Regions from separate parts of the Sus scrofa genome. Here region 1 is linked to region 2. A link is a contact called in public HiChIP or PLAC-seq data. All regions are on one chromosome and are shown on one strand. The core of a region is the stretch at or near the end of the contact, and the rest is flanking DNA. Distances in the headings are between cores, read along the strand shown. Region 1 overlaps DNAH7 (dynein heavy chain 7, axonemal). Region 2 has its middle 31 kb from the start of SLC39A10.

Evidence for each region. HiChIP or PLAC-seq counts read pairs in DNA pulled down with a chosen protein or histone mark.
Region 1: a contact with region 2 is called in an H3K27ac HiChIP or PLAC-seq map of alveolar macrophages. The contact joins two enhancer-like sites. A contact is called at or near these places in 1 of 47 Hi-C or Micro-C datasets (epiblast stem cells) and 1 of 2 datasets of contacts at active chromatin or transcription factors (alveolar macrophages).

What each region holds. Positions count from the first base shown.
Region 1 is chr15:99,921,855-99,925,379 of Sscrofa11.1, reverse strand. It overlaps DNAH7 (dynein heavy chain 7, axonemal), which reads left to right. Exons shown (of 67, transcript XM_021075816.1): 15 at 1,332-1,410. Among named protein-coding and RNA genes, the nearest start is that of DNAH7, 64 kb to the left of the region's middle. Within about 2 kb of position 1,824, at least 1 of the 83 cell types and tissues checked has an H3K27ac peak or open chromatin away from gene starts, as enhancers often do. A contact at or near this core is called in alveolar macrophages, where this site is marked.
Region 2 is chr15:99,551,741-99,555,396 of Sscrofa11.1, reverse strand. No RefSeq gene overlaps it. Among named protein-coding and RNA genes, the nearest start is that of SLC39A10, 31 kb to the left of the region's middle. Within about 2 kb of position 2,051, at least 23 of the 83 cell types and tissues checked have an H3K27ac peak or open chromatin away from gene starts, as enhancers often do. A contact at or near this core is called in alveolar macrophages, where this site is marked.

The DNA of each region.
Region 1 (3,525 bases), core at 575-3,074, 370 kb before region 2:
CATAAGTGCTGTACTGAACCACAGGGGTAGAACAGTAGAGAAGGAAATAATTAATTCCTTTCAGAGTGAAGGTTAGAGGAGAGGGGAAAATCAAGGAAGGCTGTGAGGGGAAGTGGTGAGTGAATTCATTTTGAAGGAAAAAAGAACTCCAGGCAGAGGAAATAATATGTAGCCAAGAGTGTGGTATGAAAATGGCATGATGTAGTCCAAGAAGTAGGCGTGGTTTGTGTTGCTTTCACAGATACTGTGAGGGATGGGAAGCAAGGGGTGGGAGGATGAAGAGGGAAAAAGGGCTAGGACTTGGGTAGCTTATCTAAGAACCAGAACTGTATATTCAGCTTAAAACACCATTCCCTCTAAAAGCACTGGAAGAGTAAAAATGTCTTTTACTTAGAGTGTTTCATGCTGAGTGAAATTCTTATTTTAATTTCATTGCTATTTCCCTGCCTCTTAACTGTCTTCTGAGCTCATGCCAGTTTTGCTTTCCCTCTTTTCTCTTGATTATGCCTCTCACCGGGCTCACTGGATGAGCAGAGATCACATCAGGACTATTACAGGAACCATTAGATCCAAGTGCCCTCAACGCCTTGCCCCTACATGTCACAACTCACCTCTCCATGAAGCCCTTCCTCCCTGCCTCCCCACATTGTCAGAGGGCAAGAGTCTGTCAGCCATTCACAGCTCTTCTCTCCACCTATGAGCTCAACCTCTTCACCAGCCATCCCTCTGGACCCTCGTTATCTCATTTTAAATCTCTCCATCCTCCGGCCCTCCACGTCATCAGCATCCACTCCCATCTCCTTCACCTCACAGCCAATTAATCTTAAAGAAATTTCTACTCATGTTATCTGAACTTCCTTAGCTCCCACTACTCTTAAAACAACAAAAAACCTCATAGTAAGTTCACTATTTGTATTACCCACAACCCAAATCAATAGGGAATATTTGCATATTACTAGAAGTTTCTGGGCACACAGGCCCATTTTAACTGTGTCCATCTCAACTAAATCTCTAGTAGAGACCTTGAAACTATAGGTTAGAAGTGATTCTTCATGATCTTGTCTTCTATACTAGATTGGAAACTGGTTGACAAGCAGTTATTGCATCTCATACATTCCTGTATCTCTGTCACTTAATACTGTAGTTGGGAATGTAATGGATGATCATTAAATGTGTATTGAATGAACAAGTAACTGAGCACAAATTTGCTTTTAATTAACTAGATGTCATATAGGTAATACTGTATTTTTCATGGAATGGGACATTTAAATAGTATACAGGAGTACCTTTAGGAATAAAATTTAATTATATGAGTTTTGTCTATGTTTCAGATTATGTGAGGAATTTGAGAAGATAGCTGAAAAAGCTCTTAGCACTCCTCCAAATACAGCAGAACTAATGGAAATGAAGGTATTATTTATAAACTCTCTATAGTCATGTATTTATATGTAAAGTGTTTTTTTCCCAGATTTGATCATTATTGACGTGATAATACAACAACAAATCATTCTAAAAGTTAAAAGAAAGGCCTTAAATAATCAGTCACACGCACTCACCCCCACACACGCTCATGTCTGAAGTTTGGTGATTCAGGCTGGGCACTCCTTGATGCTTCTTCAGGTCAGTTGGGTTCTCTCAGTCAGAGTTGGGTCAGCCAGTTCGCAGTTGGATTGATTAGTGTTATTATCTTTAGCAGCTTGACTCTGTCCCACTTGTCTCCCAAACTCCAGCAGGCTCGATCTGGGTATGTTTTCCTGGTATGGTAGAGGAACAAAAGCAAGCCCAATTGCATAAATGCCTTGCAAGTTTCTGCTTTTGTCACATTAGCTAATAGCCTGTTGCCCAAAGCATGTCATGTGGCCATAGCGTCAGTGAGAGGATGCTACAAGGATAGATAGTGGGAAAGGTGAAGTATTGGAGCTAATAATGCAGTCGTCTACAAGGGTATTTTTGAGAGCACTATTGAGAATCACTATGCTGGAGTTCCTGTTGTGGCCCAGCAGAAATGAATCTGACTAACATCCATGAGGACACAGGTTTGATCCCTGGCCTCATTCAGTGGGTTAAAGATCCGGCATTGCCGTGAGCTGTGGTGTAGGTCACAGATGTGGCTCTGATCCCACATTGCTGTGGCTGTGGCATAAGTCAACGGCTATAACTCCGATTTGACCCCTAGCCTGGGAACCTCCATGTGCCGTGGGTGCAGCCCTAAAAAGACAAAAAAAAAAAAAAAAATCACTATTCTGATAAGCATGAGCCAAGACTGTCTTGAGCAACCTGAGATACATGGTCATCCTTCATTTTTTCAGTCAGTAAATATTTAATTCTCAAGTAATATTTTATTTTGTTTTCTGTAGGCTTTCTTTGGTCAACATTAAAAATTTCTGTGGTAGTCTTGCTGAAAAATGTTTTGAGCATAAGACAGTACTGAAAATATTACATAAGTCTCACATCATTTTTCTTGCTACTTCTGTGCTTGATATCTACCTGATGGTGAATAAAATAATATAAAACACTTAGTTAATCATCGTTTCATTTTCTTCCTTTTCCATTCTTAGAACATTAAACTTTTACAGGATCTTCTTCCCTTTTTTAGCAATCTCAAGATCCAAAATAGAACCCTTTTATTTCTAGAATTTTATTTATTTATTTATTTATTTATTTATTTATTTATTTATTTATTTATTTTTGCTTTTTTAGGGCTGCACCCATGGCATATGGAAGTTCCCAGTCTAGGAGTCAAATTGGAGCTGTAGTGGCTGGCCTACACCACAGCCATATCAATGCCATATCAAGTCATGTCTGCAACCTACATCACAGCTCATGGCAATGTCAGATCCTCAACCTAATGAGCAAGGCCAGGGATCAAACCTGCATCCTCATGGATCCCAGTCGAATTAGTTTCTGCTGCGCCATGATGGGAACCCCCTAGATTTTAACATATTTAAACAAAACATTTTTTAAAACCCAGAAAAGTAGTTCCCGTCCATGGCTCAGTGGTTAACAAATCTGCCTAGGAACCATGAGGTTGCGGGTTCGATCCCTGGCCTTGCTCAGTGGGTTAAGGATCCTGCGTTGCCGTGAGCTGTGGTGTAGGTTGCAGACGAGGCTCAGATCCTGCATTGCTGTGGCTCTGGAGCAGGCCAGTGGCTACAGCTCCGATTGGACCCCTAGTCTGGGAACCTCCATATGCCGCGGAAGCGGCCCAAGAAAAGTCAAAAAGACAAAAACAAAACAACAGAAAAACATGTAAAATTATTCAAAATGTTGTATAGGTAGGAAATTACAAAAGAAGTTCTAATGATTATGTACATTCAATTATTCATTTAAAAATTTCAAATCATTAGAACCAACTTACATATCAACCTCTAAAGAGTTCTGTTTCCTCTGAAGTATTTGTACTTGGATTGGGTTTTTTATATGTATGTATACATGTATGTGGGAATATATATATATGGCACTAGATAGGGAGATGAAAAGGGAAGGCCAGAGAATGATAGATTTAGTGATTTAAAAGAAGGTAAA
Region 2 (3,656 bases), core at 802-3,301:
CTGCCTCTCTCTGAACTATACTTTTTTTTGCCATACCCACAGCATATAGAAGGGATTGAACTTGCATCACAGCTGTGACCTGAGCCACTGCAGTGACAACACTGGATTCTTAACCCACTTAGCCACCAGGGAACTCCTGAACTATACTTTCGGATATAAACTCCCTGAAGCAGGAAACTTTCCTAAATATATTTGTACTGAATAACTGCCAGACACCCAAAGATCACCATAGTTTCTGAGAGGCAGCTTAGAATGATGGCTCACCAAGTTTTTTTTTTTTTTTTTTTTTGCCATTTCTTGGGCCGCTCCTGCGGCATATGGAGGTTCCCAGGCTAGGGGTCGAATCGGAGCTGTAGCTGCCAGCCTATGCCAGAGCCAGAGCAACGCGGGATCCGAGCCGCGTCTGCAACCTACACCACAGCTCATGGCAACACCAGATCCTTAACCCACTGAGCAAGGGCTGGGATTGAACCCACAACCTCATGGTTCCTAGTCGGATTCATTAACCACTGCGCCATGACGGGAACTCCAACCAAGTGGTTTTTGAAGTTGGATTCCTGCTCTGCCACTCACTGGATGCGTAAACTGATTAACCTCACAGAGGTTCAGTGTTCTCATCTGTAAAATGGGACTCACAGTTACCTCACTACGTTGGTATAAAGATTACAGGAGATGATACAAGTCAATACCCGACACAGGGCTGAGGAGACATTCATTAAGCCCAAGCAATATAGGTGGAGCCAGGACAGAGAGGAGGATGATAACTGTCAATAAATTAGGGTAGAAAGATGAGAAAATGAGGTTCAGTGAACTTAAGTAGCTTATCTCAGGCACACAGCTAGGAAGCGGTGGAACCAGTGCCAGACCTCATGGTTTTAGACTCCTAAGTCAGTCCAGTGCTGTCTCCATAATGAGTTGTTAAAGATAGATGGAGGTGGGCCAAACTTGACCTTGGAATATGGGGTAATCTCCCTGCTTCCCACCTCCCAGTATTTCAGGTTAAGTGGTATGTGCCATATTTAATCAAGGGACTGCTTACAGTTTTTGTTGTCAGTAAAATGGAACTGTGATATTTCTGCAAGTTTCTATAGCATCCAAGGCTCAGGCACCATCAAGAACTTCCATTTTTACACTACAGCCGACATTCAGTTTTCAAACAGCAGAAACCTCTTACAGAGGTCCCTGATAGCAGTCATTATATGCTCTTAGCTAAGAGCTGAGAATTGACAGAGGCTGACCTTTTGATCCTCATTGGATATGGCCAAAAAGCTATTTTTTAAGACTAAAAAAAAAAAAAAAAAAAAAGTTAACTCCCATTGAACCAAACATAGTAGATGATTTATAGACTTATTTGTATCATTACCACATCCCAGAGAATACAGTATATTATCTCTGCTTTATGATTTTTTTTCCCCAAGGTTATACACCATGTAAGGGAGTTAGGATTTGAATGGTGACTTCAAAGAAGAGTCTTCTAAGCTCCTCTTTGAGTATACCACACTGCCCTGCTCACAGATAACAAACTAACAAGCAGATATTTCATTCCATTTAAAACCCAACTAAAAATTTATTTGTTGAGATGTTACTCTGTCCAGCCCTGTGTGATAGCATCTTAAAACCTTGCTATGAAGTCTCAAAATCTTTACTTTTTAGATTGTGCTATTTTTGGGCAAGTTATAATTTAGGTTACTCAAAGTCACTGCGTGATATATCTACTAGACAATAATTATTTTGTGGAGGTGGGAGAGGGAAAGATTAAAAAAAAAATTCATGCCAAAGAAAGACCTTCATTGGCTCTTTAGAAATAGTATGAAAAAGAACATGAGATGGCATGTATTTTATTGGGATAACACACTTAGGGTGTAACATCAAATTCTGAGCAAGAACCAGATAGTGTAACTTTTAGACATTCTTGTGTCACCATGAAGTAATTTAGGGCTGGAGCAGGGGTGGCAAAATACAGCCTGCAGGCTAGATTAAGCCCACAAGGATATCTAGCCTGCACTCAGCTCCTACTGAGAACAAGCACCAACACCCAGCTGTGGGTGGATGCTGACTCATCGACTCAGCGGGTGCTCAGAGCCCCACCAGTGCCAGCTAGCTACAAAGAGATGGGAGAGGGCAGTGTGAATCTGGCCTCCAAGGCCCCTTCTGACTAGTAGCCTCCACGACTTGATGATGGAGCCCCGCCTACAACAGACCCTAGACTGGCCAGGCTCACTTGTGGAGACAGGCATGTGAAGTTGGTAGGTGGCAGCAGCAGAGGGGAGAGTAGCAGAGCTGCTGCAGAGAATGCTTGCCCTGCTTTTGCAAAACTTCAGTTCCCCTAGAATAACCTTTCAGTGTGTCTGTGAGGAATTCTTGTGTGCTTGGCACCAGTGTATGCAGGCTGGCTGCCACCCCTCTCAGGAATCTGCTGCTAGTCATTCACCAGGAACCACCAGCTCCATCAGAGCTGAATCAGGAGCCCACAGATGCCACAGCTGCACCTTGCTTTGCTGCATAATGGGGAAAAACGGTGTTCTTCCATTTTGTGTTACACTTTGTTTTTGCACATGCGCTCTTCAACCCCCTCCCCCACCCCAGCCATGCCTCAGACACAACACCTTGGGGGTCAGCCCTAAGACAAAGCAGAGCAATCAACATGATACTGGACTCAGAAACATTGCTTTTGCTGAAGGCCAAAGCTTTCCTGTTCTGTTAGGGCTGAGCCTTTTCCTAAGGGACTCAGAGTCCCTCATGCAGAAAGGTCTCTGGAGGACCAAGCTACCATCTTGCCAGATATATCCATGTCTGGATGAACCCTAGTAGTGGGCACAGTCTAGGTCACTAATCCCATTTATGAGGGCTAGACCCCATGAGTGAATCACCTCCAAAAGGCCCCACCTCCTCATACCATCACATTGGGGGTTAGAATTTCAACATGTATATTTTTTGGGGGTGTGGACACAAACATTCAGTCTATAGCAACAAATTATTAATGAAATTGTTAAAATCCATCTGTTACTGTCCCTGAGTCAATCCAATGTAAACAATTAGAATGCTAAGATTTTGCCTTATAATCACGGAAAATTATTTTTAAAAAACCCCAAGACTGCATATGACATAACATGAGGTGAACAAATGCAAAGGAAAATAAAATATGACACAGATTATATGGGAAAAGTAGTTGAAAGGATGGAAAATATTAAAGGAACTAATTTTTAACTCATTTTAGGCTTAAGAGGGATTACAGTTTTACAAAAGGGTCAAGCATGATGCACTTGCATTCTGTAAATAAAATTAACTTTAAATTTAAAAAATCAATATGGACAATAGAAAACTTTGACATATTAAACTATAGAAGAAAACTAACAGTAATATAGATTGGAGAAGACTATGTACTTAATTGTATCAGTCTCTTTTAACTTTCATTTTCAAGGTTATCACCCTTCAGTGAAGATAAACACTACTAAAAGCTTGTCAGCTCTTTTTGAGACAGGAAAAAGAATTCATTTTTCTGCCTGTCTCAAGGAGATAGATGTGGACATTGGTGTCCTTCTACAAAGCAGTCGATGAGTCTAAACAAGATGAAGTGGCAGCATGTTGACAGAGTATATTCAGAGGTGACAAGCAGTCTTGCAGACAGTGATGTTTTCTTCATTATTCTGTAGACA